Linked DNA regions of Sus scrofa: region 1 is linked to region 2. The links are chromatin contacts, called in public HiChIP or PLAC-seq maps. All regions are on one chromosome and are shown on one strand. Each heading gives the region's core, a stretch centred on a gene start, on an enhancer-like site or on the middle of the called end of the contact. The rest is flanking DNA. Distances are from core to core; before and after follow the strand shown.

Region 1 (7,347 bases), core at 336-2,835, 600 kb before region 2:
GTATAGATTGAAATCTGATCGAGTAAAACCATGAACACTTACCAATAACATTATGTTTTGAACTGAAGGGGTCTACAATTGTTTGATCTCTGTAACTTCGAAATCCCTGGATAATAACCTGATAAATAAAAAAGGGATTTATCAAAACACACCCCAAAAGGAATAACTTCTATTTATTTATTTATTTATTTATTGTCTTTTTGCCATTCCTAGGGCTGCTCCCGTGGCATATGGAGGTTCCCAGGCTAGGTAGGGGTTGAATCGGAGCTGTAGCTGCCGGCCCAAGCCAGAGCCACAGCAACGCAGGATCCGTGCCGCGTCTGCAACCTACACCACAGCTCACAGCTCACGGCGACGCCAGATTCTTAAGCCACTAAGCAAGGCCAGGGATCGAACCGCAACCTCATGGTTCCTAGTCGGATTAGTTAACCACTGAGTCACCACGGGAACTCCAGGAATAATCTCTAAACTAACACCTTTTTGCACACCTTTCCGTCCTGGTTTCTCATTTAATGCAAGATAATAAAGTTTCCATTTCAGAGAAGAAAAACTCATTTTGGAAAAACGGTGATTTAAAAAAAAAATCAGTAACCACTGCCAATGTTGCTTTTTTAGGAGCGATAATTAATAACCTGTTAGGAAATTCTCAAAATCAAGCCCAAGGTCCGTAGGAACACTAAGCATTACAAGGCTGTAGTAAAAGCACATCAAACTTGCAGACCGGCCCCAGCTTTTCTGGGCGTCCCTGCCAGCCACACTCCGGCCCAGCCAGAATGAGCATCCCTTTCGTGGAACCGCTGCTCTGAGGCCAACACATCCGACAAGAGAAACTTCTCGCAGAGCGTGAATGGGTCCATCTTTGCGGTGGACTCCAGCGCGGGAAGACCATTTTGACAGAAGTAAACAACGGAATGAGGAGGCACTACGCACCGTGCAGGAAGGAGGAGCCTTCTCACTCCTTGGCTAAGTCGGGGAGGAGCAAACCCCCAGTTAGGCTGACACCCCCAGAGGCGCCCCCGGACTGGGGAGACCCCACCACCACCACCACCACCACACACTAAACGCCCTCGCGGAGCTGCCCAGGGCAGCAGGACGAAGCCTCTTCCCGTCCCGGGCCTCTCCCGCCCCGGCCCACCCGGGAAGACCTAGTGCCTCCAACAAGACAGCCCCGCCAGCCCCTCCACCCCTCTCCCCGAGCCCGCCCCCCTCAGGCGAGCGCCCTGCAGGGCCGCCGGGGCTGCAGGGAGGAGCCCCACTTCTCCGCGGCCCTGCGCTAGTGGGTCGGCCCTCTCCCCTCCCCCACACTCCCTGTCCAGCCCCGCGTCCACCCTGCGGGGAGATGTGAAAGGCCGCGACATCCTCGCCTCAAAGAGCGGTCCTCACGAGCCCGTGGCAGGGGAAAGGAGGGACACATAGACCTCACCTGCTTTATGTACATGGTTCCGGGCGCTCCTAGCCGGGGAGACGGCCTCCGCCGCAAAAAGCAACAGCGAGGGCGCGGGGTCTGGTGAGGAGCCTAGGAGACCCCTCCCCCCAGAGCGCCGCTCGCTCCCCTCCAGCCAAACAAAATGGCGGCGCCCGCGGAGGCGGAGTCCGCGCCTCGGACGGAACCACCCTCGCGACCCCCACGGAGCGTAGGGGGAATCAGGGTTAGGTCCGTTCTTTCTTTTTGGCAAAAGGAACCTTCTACGATGTCTTCAGGTGTATTTCACTTGATCCCTCAATTTTTAGCTGAACTTTTCTGGAGAAATTGTCGGAAGTTTCATTCAGAAAAGCCTCGATCGTGTGGTTGGCCCGTATTTCCTCCGAGCTCAGAGATAATGGTTGCGGCCAGAAGGGGGGAAAGGTTCGGCGCCAAAGCCGAGAGCTAGAGGCGGAGGGCCAGTAGCGGTGCGGGGCGGAGGTCACGTGGTCTCCGACTGTATAAAAATGGGACGACACCACTCCCGTCCCCCCCCAACCAACGCCGCGCGCGGGTCGTGCCATTCCCCCAAACCTGCTGAATGCAGGATCGGGGGCGGGACGGTGTTCGGCGAGCTGAATTCCGGCTGTTCCATTATTCTCTCTTACTCGGGGACTTTTATAAATTTAGAACGGCTCTCAATGGCTCTAGACTGTCCACTCGCAGGACAGCCCCATGTAAACTTGGCGCTGGAAAATTAGTTGTAATAATGTCATGGTTAATACCTCCGGAGCTGTTACTGCTTTATTTGCTATAAATCTAGGCAGATTGGACAACTGCAGCAACAAGATTTAGATAAGATTAAAAGTTCCCCCCAACCCCGCTTTTTTTTTTTAACAGTCTGAAAGCTAAGAGGCGCCAGTGGCAACCGTTGGTGTAGCTGATGTATATCAATCCTAGGGAAAAAACCATTTGATTAGAAATTGGGCCACTGTGAAGTTACTTGCCAACCAAGTTGGTCCCTCCTCACCACCCCTCCCACTGCCCTTGGGCAGTTCCAGCCCTATTTACTGGATTAGCATCTCTATACTGTTGATTTCTAACTCTGGGATCATAGACACATTGATATTGAAGTTTTAAGTCTTCTTTACTAACCTATAAAATGAGGATAAAACCATTTTCATGTTTAGAATTGCAGAAACAATGCATAAGGCTATTCTATTTACCTAAATTATAGAGGTATATAGATGAAAGCATGGTGACCAAACATTTATGATGTTCTTTACAGTGATGAGAGTTTTACTTATTTAGACATACTAAATGAATCTTATCCAATTGGTTTATATAACTTATACAGGCAGAAAAAAATAAAGATTAGTGGAAAACTAATATATAAAAATAAAATATAAAAGGTGATTTGAGAATTAACATTCTTGTATTATTTATTCTGTCTCTACTACAATATAAATCCAAGAGAGAAAGGGTTTATCTCGTTTCTGCTGTTTCTTTAGTAACTCATTCCTAGAAAGTACTCAGTAATTATTTAATGAAAAGTTTCAGGAGTTCTCTTACAGCACAGCAGGTTAAGGATCAGGTATTGTCACTGCAGCTGCTTGAGTTCCTTTTGTGGCATGGGGGTACAATCAAGTTCAGGAAAGCAAAGTATTTATCTCAGTGCCTTGGCTCCTTTATGCCCAGGGATATTTAGGGTCTTCAGGAACCCATCCCACCCACTTCCTATCACCATGGCAGCATCCTTCTCTTGTGGGAAGCATTTAACAGAATAGGTGGATGTCCTTTCACAGGGAGAAATAGTTCCTCCAAGTGATGCACTATCTGGGGGCAAAGGGACATTCCCAAATGAAACTGACACCATAAACCAGAAAACTACACAATGCCTACTTGCTCATAGTCAAACAAATGAGTACTGTAGTTTTTTGGGTTTTTTTTTTGTTGTTTTTTTTTTGTTTTTTAATCTCAGAACATCTCATTAACACATAGCATCACCTCCTTCAATATTTTTACTTTTTTCCCTCCACCCCGCCTTGGATTGATTCAACATGCTCCTCAATACACATTTGGGGGTGGGGAGGGGAAAGGTACTAACCGTAAAGTCTCTTTAAAAATGTGTGAACATAGGTTTGGCACTTGCCATCAGCCTTTACATGAGGCACTGCAGCTGCCGACCCACAGCAACCCCTGAGTGGAGACCAGGAGTGAGGCACTGAGCTCTGGGAAAACCCGAAGAAAAGGTCTTTGATAATCAGATATTTTTAGAAGATTTTAGAGCCTAATTCTTGCATGTCCTAATATCTAGAAAACACTAAAATCCTTCCATGATGACTGATGTCTGTGACTAGTGGTCACCTTCACGAGACCAGCAGCAAACTTCTGCGCCTCCCCCTTTCACCGTTATGACTTTATATAGTGATAGTCCCCCTTTCCTCGTCCAGATGGCTCTGAAATATTGCCTCCTAGGCTGTAGTTAGTGGACAAAAGATGTCATGGTCGTCTGTGAGAACAGTCACTCCCAAGGGTGGGCCAGTGAGCCCTGAGGGAACTCGGGAAAGAAACAAAGAAGACTGGCCTGTAGCTGAGGTGCATATCAAAGGAGTGATTCCAGCAAGCCCAGACCTTTATATCTTCCCATGGAAACTGGTTTTCTGTAAATCTTTTTCTGTAAATCTGGTTACCCGTAAATCTTTTGTTCCTACTACCTTCCCTTTATTGTGAAAACTCATATATCCTAGCTTACTCCCTAGCCTCCATGGATTGGTTTCTCAGTGGTACCTGAGATGCTGTCTCCCCAGCTTAAGTCCCAATTGTACCCCAAATAAAGCTTAACTTTCAACTTTCATGTTGTGCATTTTTTTAAGTTAACAAGTGGAATCTCTTTATTTATTTACGTATTTAATTTTTTTGCTTTTTTCAGGGCCACACCCGTGGCATATGGAAGTTCCCAGGCTAGGGGTTGAATCGGAGCTGCAGCTGCTGGCCTACACCACAGCCACACCAATGCAGATCCAAGTTGTGTCTGTGACCTACACCACAGCTCACGGCAATGCTGGATCCTTAACCCACTGAGTGAGACCAGGGACCAAACCTGTGTCCTCATGGATACACGTTGGGTTCGTTACCCCTGAGCCACAATGGGAACTCTTGGAATCTCTTTTCTTTTTTTTGTCTTTTTGCCTTTTCTTGAGCCGCTCCTGTGGCATATGGAGGTTCCCGGGCTAGGGGTCTAATCAGAGCTGTAGCCACTGGCCTACGCCAGAGCCACAGCAACTCGGGATCCGAGCCGAGTCTGCAACCTATGCCACAGCTCATGGCAATGCCAGATCCTTAACCCACTGAGCAAGGCCAGAGATCAAACCCGCAACCTCATGGTTCTTAGTTGGATTTGTTAACCACCGAGCCACGATGGGAACTCCCTCCTGGAATCTCTTTAATCTTTAAACATACACATATAATAAGCATAATTGCTTATATTTGTATGGCTAGCTCTTCACCAGCTTCAAGGTGCTACGAGTATGATCTCCCTTGAACTTTCCTCATTATGATGAAGTTGTGAGGAGCAAGGGTGCTTATTCCACCCTGGACTGGAAACTCAGAGGTCTTATGTTGACCTCATCCTACAAATTCCATAACCTGGGGACACATCATTTTATTACGTGAACTTTGTTTTCCTGCAATTAAAGTGGGAGCACTTTCTGCCCTATCAGGCAGCAGAGACCAGGACTGCTTCAACAGAGTCATGTGTGAGTAGGCTGTGTTGGACTTCAGGAGTCCCTTGTTGTATCCCAGCTCTTCCAGTTGCTAATGAGACATGGGAAAGATTAACCTCTTGGAGCCCCTGTTTCCTCATCCATAAATTGGGGGTAATATTGTTACCTACTAAGACTTCTAAGCATATAAACTGAGATGGTTTATGTAAAACAACATGCACAAGAGATAATGTTAGCTATTTTTGTTCATAGTTAATAACCAAACTTGTATCCAGCAAGTCCCTGGGAAAAACGATGAGAGGATTAAGTACTCCAGGTGATAATTTGACAGAGGTAACTGTGGCCCTAAGCTAAGACCTTGAATGTGAATTGCTGAGTGCAAATGCTCTCCTTCCAGATGAAGACTAAAAAGAATGCATTTTAGTTCCTGCTGTGGCTCAGCAGTAACAAACCTAACTAGTATCCATGAGGATGCTGGCTCAATCCCTGGCCTCGATCAGTGGGTTAAGAATCTGGCGTCGCTGTGAGCTATGGTGTAGGTTGCAGACGCTGCTTGGATCTGCCTTGTTGTGGCTGTGGTGTACAGGCTGGCAGCTGTGTGGAAAGTAACATAATGTCTTTTCTATCAAAGGAAATCTTTTTTTTTTTTTTTTGTCTTTTTGCCATTTCTTGAGCCATTCCCGTGGCATATGGAGGTTCCCAGGCTAGGGGTCTAATCGGAGCTGTAGCTGCCAGCCACAGCAATGTGGGATCCGAACCGCATCTTCGACCTACACCACAGCTTATGGCAACGCTGGATCCTTAACCCACTGAGCAAGGCCAGGGATCGAACCCACAACCTCATGGTTCCTAGTCAGATTCGTTGACCACTGTGCCACGATGGGAACTCCTCAAAGGAAATCTTGGTTACTCCATTTTGCTCTGGTTTCAGCTGAAACACTCTCCTGTGACCAACCCCCCTCTTCTTTCACTCTTCTCCCAGTAACTGTTTCAAATTAGCCAACCAAGAAGAATGTGCACCCTGACCTGACCAATGGGAAGGGGACAGGTATATTACCTGTGTTAGGGAGAAATAGAGAGGGTCTTTTCTTCTCTGCGCCCGTGCTTTTTGAGTCCCTGTGCCCTTCTGCAGAAGTAAAGAACCTTGTCGAGATCTCCCTGTGTTCATGTGTCTCATTTTCCAACACTGACAATCCAAGCCATGTCCCCAACAGCCGTAACTCTGATTTGACCCCTAGCCTGGGAACCTCCCTATGCCATAGGGTGGCCCAAAAAAGAAAAAAAAAAATTGCTGGATAATACTTGAATAATAAGCATCAATCTGTGTTTATCTCTTCTAGTAAAGATTCTACATCCAGCCCTGCAGCTGTTTCCTCTTGCTTAAGTGCTGTTTGTCTACTGTCAAGATCAATCTGGTTTTTCCAAGGACCTAACTGGTAAATTAAATGCGAAGCACCACCCCTCATCCTTTAAACCTTTGAGAGTGTCTCTCATTTCCACCATTTTCTCCAAGATGCGGTACTGCTTCTAATTTACAATCTTGGCTGGACTTAAGACAGTTTTAGGGAGCTACACTTGGTCTCTCCTACTGTAATGGTTTTTAGTTCATAGAACTAACCAGTGTGGGATTGTTACATGAAAACAAGACCCACCTCTTGGTAGGCGTGGGGCCAAAAGATACAACTAAGCCAGAGTTTTTATAGGCAAAATTTGGAGGAAGGGCTGCAGGGTGTGTGAACTTCCTCTGATTGGGTGGTGGTGTGGTAGCAGGGTGGTCCAGGAATCCCAATCATCAGCTTTCTGGTTTCAACCAGTCCAGGGTTGCCCCCCGCCCCCTCCACATTAGTTCCTGTAGCAGAACTTGTAAATGCATGTCAGAGAGGATACATGTACTGTGTGTATATGTCAGAAACCTGCCCAGCCACTATACTATCCTTTCTTGATGTTTTTTCTTTGTTTCTGCATTCTCACACTCCCTTAATTAGTAACTGTTTAAATTTGCCCTTTGGAACTCAGGGACCATCTTGGCAGAAGCCTTTCCCCTACAAACAGGGAAACAAAACAAACCAGGATCAAGAAAGATGTGCCTTTTTTTTGTTTTATTTTGTTTTGTTTTGTTTACCTGGCAGGGCCCCGCAGGGTTCTGCCCAGTTTCAATAGCACTCAAAAGATCTGGGTGTCCTCTTTTTCCCCATGGTTCAGTTACTTTGGTAACTTTCA
Region 2 (7,603 bases), core at 2,421-4,920:
CATTTAGAACCCATTTTGTACTGTTTCCTAGCGCTCTCATAACAAACTACTGGATACTGGGTGACTTAAACAGAAATTTATTGTCTCACAGTTCTGGAGACTAGAAGACCCAGATCAAGGAATCCTCAATGTTGGTTCCTTCCCAGGGGTCATGCCTCTCTCCTCTTTTGGTCTTGGAATTCCTTGACTTGTAGATGCATTGCTCTGCTTTTTGTTGTCATCTTCACATTACATTTTCTCTGTGTCTAGATTTCCTCTTTTTATAAGGACACCAGTGATTTGGATTAGGGGTCCCCTCTACCACAGTACAACCTCATCTTAACTACATTTACAAGGACCCCATTTCCAAATAAGATCACGTTTTGACATACTGATAGGCACCAACATGTGAATTTGGGGACAACACAGTTCAATCCACAACATGTTTCCACACACAATGTTTCTGGCTACATTTAAAACCAATCCAGGAGTTCCCTTTGTGGTGCAGCAGAAATGAATCCAACTAGGAACTATGAGGTTTCGGATTTGATCCCTTTTCCTTGCTCAGTGGGTTAAGGATCTGGTGTTGCCCTGAGCTGTGGTGTGGGTTGCAGATGCAGCTTGGATCCCGTGTTGCTGTCAGCTATGGTATGGGCGGGCAGCTGTAGCTCTGGTTGGACCCCTAGCCTGGGAACATCCATATGCCACAAATGCAGCCCTAAAAAGAAAAAAAAAAAGGTCTGCATGGAAACAACCTGAATGTCCATTGACATATGGATGGATTAAAAAATGTGGTACATATACATAATGGAATACTACTCAGCCATAAAAAGAACAAAATAATGCTATTTGCAGCAACATGGATGCAAATAGAGATTCTCATGCTAAGTGAATTAAGACAGAAAGAGAAAGACAAATACTATATGATATCATTTATATGTGGGTTCTAAAATGTGGCATAGGAGTTCCAGTTGTGGAGCAGCAGAAACGAACTCAACTAGTATCCCTAGTATCCATGAGAGTGTGGGTTCTATCTCCAGCCTTACTTGGTATTGCCATGAGCTGTGATGTAGGCTGACAGTTGGAGCTCTGATTCTACCCCCTAGCCTGGGAACATCCATATGCCACATGTAAGGCCCTAAAAAAGCAGAAATCAATCAATCAATCAATAAAGGTAAAAGCCATTTGCACTGTGTCTTTAAAAAAATAAAAATAAAATGTGGCACAAATCAACCTATCTACAGAACAGAAACAGACTCATAGACATGGAGAAAAGACTTGTGGTTGCCAAAGGGGAGGCGGAAGGAGTGGGATGGACTGGGAGAGTTTGGAGTTAGTAGATGCAAACTATTACATTTAGGATGGATAAGCAACTAGATCCTGCTGTGTAGCACAGAAAACTGTATCCAGTCTCCTGTGATAGAACATGATGGAAGATAATATGTGAAAAGAATGTATATATATGACTGAGTCACTTTGCGGTACAGCAGAAATTGACACAACATTGTAAAGCAACCATAATTTAAAAAATTAAAAACCCCAACCAGTCTGAATTTGAATGATAAATTATTGAATCCAGTTGCCTCCTTCCTTCCACTGTGTGGACCAGAAGGTTGGATGAGTGACCTCTAGGGTTCTTTCCTCATAACTTAGTGATTAAGTGTTTGGGAGCTAGGAATCCACCTGATGCTTGAATGTATACTACATTCCAACCACTATCTTTTGGACTTTGGGCAAGTGACAATCTGCAAATCTGTCTCCTCAACCAGTAAAATGAGGATTGCAGTCCTTTACTCATTAGGATGTTGTGGGCTAGGCACATAGCTCTCAGTAAATGTTAGTGTGACTGTTCCGCCTTTTCAAACATGTAGGACTGGGGAGCCAGGAGAAGAGCCTGAAAGAAACCGAGCGTTTTCACCCTCTGGTGATAATTCAGCTCAACAATTTCTCCCCGTGGTTTTCCTGAGAGAAATTCAAGAAGGGGAGGGTGATTTGCTATCCTGCAAATAGAAATTCAAATCCGGTTCAGGGAACACAAAGTATTTCTCTCTCTCCGCTAAAGCCAGATGTGATCAATCCTGAGCAGACTCCTCCTAGGCGATGTGATTACGAAATACCTGTTCCTTCTAGGTCCCACTTATCTGTCTCTCTGACATCTTTTTTTTCTCTCATAACTTGATCTTTCCCACCATTTTTCAGATGTGGGCTGGAACCAGTCATTTTATTTACAATCTTTTTTTTTTTTTTTTTCTGACTCCATAAAGTCGGGGAAATAGAACAGACATCTGCTACTTTCCAAGGTGCCACATCTTTTAGTTCTTTCATACTTTTTCTACAGGCCCAATTTAGTTTGTCTAAATGCTTATTGAATAACAACTAGAACTCCAAGCTCTTGCAGGAAGCAGAACCTACTTGATACAGGTGTATAAGGCCTTCCCCAAGGTCAAAGCAAGACGAGTAGATGGCTTTAAAAAGATGGTCACTGTCATTTAGCAAATATATCTGAAGCGCTGACTCAGTGCCAGATGCTGCTCTAAGCACCAGGGTCATAAAAATGAACAAGAGAGCCAGCGTTCCTACCCTTAAGTACTGCACATTCTGAGAACATTCACTCATGCAAAAAAATATGTAATGAGCACTTACTACAGGTCAGGTTTTGCTCATCATTAAAAAACACAGTTTATATTACTATACTATACTAATGACAATGGCACATGTGCACGTGTGTGTGTGTGTGTAAGGTGGGGGGCAGAATACAACACACATAAATACATTCTTTATCATGTTAAAAGGTAATAAGTGCTATTGAAAAAAACAGCAGTGTAAGAGGATTAGCCACCTTGGGGGCTGTTTACAGATTTAAATAGGGTGATCAGGGTGGGTCCATTGAAAAGGTAATACTTGAGCAAAGATTTGAAGGCAAAGTGAGGAAAAGGTAAGGAAGGGAGCTTGGGTATTTGGGGAAGAACAAGTCCAAAGGCCCTGGGGCATAAGGATGCCTGGCTTTATCAAGGATAGCAAGGAGATCAGGTTCATTGCGACAGAGTGAACAGTGTGGAAACAGAAGGAAATGGTTAGGGGCAAAGCAAGCAGAGCTTTTAGCCTGAGTGAAATGAGGAACCATCAGAAAGTGCTAAGTAGATCAGGGGCATGATTTCAGACTTCAAAGAATTGACCTGGCTGCTGTGTTTAGGCTAGACCTTGTGGGTGCCCAAGGCATTAGGGAAGTCAGTGGAATCAATCACAAGGGCAAGGCAGTAGCGATGCAGACCTAGAGGTGGGACAAGGGGGACAGGTAGTGAGAAGTGGTTAGATCAGTCTTGAAGACGCGGCCAAAACGATTTTCTAAGACAGGATGTGGAGTGTGAAAGAGGAGGCAGGGATGACTCCAAGATCTAGTCGCTGATTGCTTGGTAGAGCAAGGTTTTGCTTTGTTTTGGTGCGTTGGTTGTGGGGGGTGGGGGTGGGCACCAGCGCCATTCATACATGTCAAGTTTGAGGTGCCTATTAGCTATCCAAGTGTTGTGAGCAGCTGGATTTTGCCTGTATGAGTGATTTAGGAGAAATGCTAACGCCTCAGGAAGTGAGACCGCGCTGAGGTACTACTTCCATAACTGATCACGTCCTCCTCCTAAAGGCTGGAAAATCCCTGAAGGGAATTTCATCGCGCCTTAATCCCTTCAGCAGACAGAGCCCTTCTTTTACCTCTTTGGGGAATGGCGAGAAAAATGAACAGCAATAACCCGACGCTGCACGGCTTCCATCCCCTAACTCGCCGAAGGGAAAGAAGCCATGCGGGTTGCGGTGGGAATGCAGATACGTCCCCAGCGGCGGGCGGGGCCTGAAGGTGGGCGGGGCCGCGGCGCCGGCGCACGCCACAGAGGGGGGCGTGGCCGGCTCGGCGCGCGCGCCCCCCTCCTTTCCTTCCGCAGGCCCACCGGTGATCAGCTGGTCTGCGCTCCTCTGACGTGAGCCTGGGCACGTCACCGCCGAATGGCAGCCTCCAGAAAGGCACCGCGAGTAAGGTGAGGGGAATGTGCCGGGGAGCCGGCGTCCGGGCATCGCGCGGCCCCCGGGGCCCGGGCGCGCCTGTTGCACTCCGCAGGGCAGGGACAAGCGGGTGAGGCGCTGCAGGCAGCCCACTGCAGTCGGGCGCCGGCCAGGGATGGCCGGAGCCCCTCGAGCCAAGGCAAGGGGAGGGAGCCTTGCAGCCGGGCAAGTTCCGGTTCGTTTCCGGTGGGGCCTCTGGCAGCCCTGGGCAGCCCGAACCGCGTCCTCGCACGAGAGTGTGTGCGGAGGTGCAGCGCTCGGCCGGAGGGAGCTGTGGCCATCGCCGCCCCTTCCTCGGCTAGGCTAGAAGGCCCCGCTATAGGAGGAAATTGACCCCTTCTGGCTTCTCCCGGGGCCGGGGAGGTGGGCGAGCCCTCGACCTCGCCCTCGCCCCTCTATCCTGAGAATCTAATCTTCAAAGTACAACCGTGACAATGTGACACCTGCAGTTCGACTTGCTGATCTGTCACCACTACAAGGATAGGCCACCACGGGCCCTTCCCTACCCAAGTGGTTTCAGAGGTCGTGTAAGGGAATACTTTGATATCATCCTACCAGTAACCTGCCCTGGGTACTCCCTGGATGCAGGGAGGTGAGAAGGATAATCCGCTGGTCTCACATTGAATAGGTTTCAGCCTAGTCTTCCCCTACAATCAAGGTGTACTTATCAGAGCAGCTAACAAACTGAGAGATATGTTGAGAATTCCCAATGGCCAGAAACCAAATTCCCTGGCAATCTACATGGGGTCAGCCATCCTCTGACCAGTTGAAACTTGGCAGCATGGCCCGGCTCACTTGCTGAACACAGGCCGTGGCTTGTGCTTGTGTTTGTGAGCTGACAGATCTCAGGCCAAACTTGACCTGGCCTTGGCTTCCGCAGAGCGTGTTAGGGATGAGTAGAGAACCTGCCCAGCCCTGTGGAAGGGTGTTTGAGGTGCGGCTAACCTGCATGGGAATAGGGCTGCTGGAAATGGGGTACCACAAGTGGATAATGAGTTAGGGCCTAGGCTGAGAAGTAGCCTTTGAGGACCTAGTTGGTCTTTGATGGGCTCACGGAATCCCAACATTTTAGGGGCACAAGGGTCTTTCAGCATTTGCTGATAGAGTCTCCTTACCTCACACAAGAGGCCACTGAAAGGCTGAGAGATGGGAGGCTATTTGCCCCAGGTACCTCCCCTCCTGGCAGAATTTGAGTGCCATTCAATGTAAATATGACTCAGTTTAGGTGATGGAATCTGACCTTAGATGGACTTAGGTAAGGGGTTGAGCCGGCTTCTAGTGCAGGGGCATCTAGGAAACCAGCACTGGCATCAGACTTGGCTTCTCTCTGGTACCTCTTGGCTCTGATTTCTTCACTGTTGGCTTCATTCTCAGGCAGATTTTCTCCTTTAACAGATCTAGTCTGACAGTCCCAGCAAAAACAGGGCCCTTTTACCTAATGGTTGGAGCAGAAATTCCAGATGTGATCCTCACTGGACTGCTTTGTTCCTTATGTCCATCCCTGAACCGGTAATTGTGGTTGGAGGGATGGCTTGAGCAGGCCTGGGATCCAGAACTTGATGTGTGAGTGTGCGAGGTTCATTTCAACTAACTCTGTGGACTAAAAATGGAGAAGAGACACTCTCAGAAGGAAAAACCAAGGTGCTCTGATCAAAAGGAGGAGGGTTGGATTCTGGGTAGGCAAAATAACATTGCCTCCTTTTTCACCCTAGAACTTCCTCCATTCTGCCCTTGCCTCACCTCACAGGGCTCGATTGAGCATCTTGGTCCTTGTTTTGCTCCATCCTGAGGGATATACATGTATGATTCTCATCATGGGCTGGGGGAAGGCAGAGGGTAACAACCCTGCTGGGATTTCTTTAAAAAGAGGGAGAGAAATGTGCTATAGCCATCTTATAAAAAGAAATTCTCAGCAAGTTCCCGTTGTGACAGAGTGGAAGTGAATCTTACTGGTGTCCATGGGGATGCTGGTTCGACCCTGTACTTGCTCAGTAGGTTAAGGATCTGGCATTGCCATGAGCTGTGGTGTAGGTTGCAGACGTGGCTCCTATCGCATGTTACTGTGGCTGTGGTGTAGGCTGGCAGCAGTAGCTCCGATTTGACTCCTAGCCTGGGAACTTCCATGTGCCACGGTTGTGACCCTAAAAAGCAAGCAAGCAAGCAAAAAAAAAAAAAGTTCTCTGCATGCTTCTTTCCTCTTATCTTTCTTTGTCTTTTTTCTTTTTTTTTTTTTGTCTTTTTGTTTTTTTGCCATTTCTTGGGCCACTCCTGCGGCATATGGAGGTTCCCAGGCTAGGGGTCAAATCGGAGCTGTAGCCACCGGCCTACGCCAGAGCCACAGCAATGCAGGATCCGAGCTGCATCTGCGACCTACACCACAGCTCACAGCAACACTGGATCCTTAACCCACTGAGCAAGCCAGGGATCGAACCCTCAACCTCATGGTTCCCAGTCGGATTTGTTAACCACTGAGCTACAACAGGACCTTAACCCACTGATCAAGGCCAGGGATTGAACCCGCAACCTCATGGTTCCTAGTTGGATTTGTTAACCACTGAGTCACGACGGGAACTCCCCTCTTACCTTTCTCATAGCACATCATGATGTTGAGAAGGTGTAGGCTGAAGAAGGCCTGGGAAAGAGAACACTGAGCTGAAAGTTGGGACCCCTGGACCCTAGTTCTAAACTAACTCTCACCACATAGCTTTGAGGCCTTGAACAAATAGTTTCTTTCTAGAGGAGGGAGGTGAATTGGATGGTTCCTGAGGTACATTCTCGTCCTAACATTCAATAATAGCCTTGCTTTGTTGGAGAGCCTGAGAATGTGTCTGTTCAAGTAAATGAAAGGTGGATGGATCTTGGACTCTGCAGTGACCAGGGTATGGCAGGAGCATGACAGTTTTAATATTTAGCTGCTTTGTGGCTCCTTTGATCCTTACAGAAAGGTAGAGATCCTTACGGAGACATCTTGAACTCAAGTTCTCTGTAAGCATTACCTGTCAGACCTGATTTTTGGTCTTGGCTTTGGAGCTCCTGATGTGTATGGCCCGTGGCAAGTTACCTTTGTTTCTTCTCTTGTAAAGTGAGTGAATAAGGCTACTTCTGAATAACCTCCCTCCAGCTCTCTTGTCTTGTGTGTCAGCCAGTCACTGGCACCAGTTAAATTGGAATATATAGAGAAATTGACTTTCTTGGCTCACCATTTGTAAATGTGCATATGAAATCAAGGGAAATCAGTTGAGAATGTGACATATCTCTGTCCAAGAAAAAGCTTTCTTACTTTGTAAAATATTATAACAGCTTTATTGAAATATAATTCATGTACCACACAATTCACTTATTAAAAAGTACAATTCAGTGGTTTTGAGAATATTCCCAGAGTTGTGCAGCCATTACCGTGATCAATTTTAGAACATTTTAATTCTTCTCAAAAGAAAATCCTCTCATATTTTCAGTCATTCCTCATTTCCCCACCTCTACTTCAGCTCTAGGCAACCACTAATCTACTTTCTATCTCTATGGATTGGTCTATTTTGGACACTGCCTGTGGCATCATACAATACACGTCTTTTTA

The links. HiChIP or PLAC-seq counts read pairs in DNA pulled down with a chosen protein or histone mark.
Region 1: an H3K27ac HiChIP or PLAC-seq map of skeletal muscle shows a contact between it and region 2, with 2.8 times the contacts expected there. The contact joins the promoter of SMC3 here to the promoter of XPNPEP1 in region 2. A contact is called at or near these places in 1 of 47 Hi-C or Micro-C datasets (heart right ventricle) and 1 of 2 datasets of contacts at active chromatin or transcription factors (skeletal muscle).

Annotation. Positions count from the first base shown.
Region 1 is chr14:120,963,867-120,971,213 of Sscrofa11.1, reverse strand. It overlaps SMC3 (structural maintenance of chromosomes protein 3), which reads right to left and starts at 1,585. Exons shown (of 29, transcript XM_005671452.3): 1 at 1,424-1,585; 2 at 43-118. The coding sequence starts at 1,438.
Region 2 is chr14:120,364,062-120,371,664 of Sscrofa11.1, reverse strand. It overlaps XPNPEP1 (xaa-Pro aminopeptidase 1), which reads left to right and starts at 3,670. Exons shown (of 21, transcript XM_003133180.6): 1 at 3,670-4,004. The coding sequence starts at 3,973.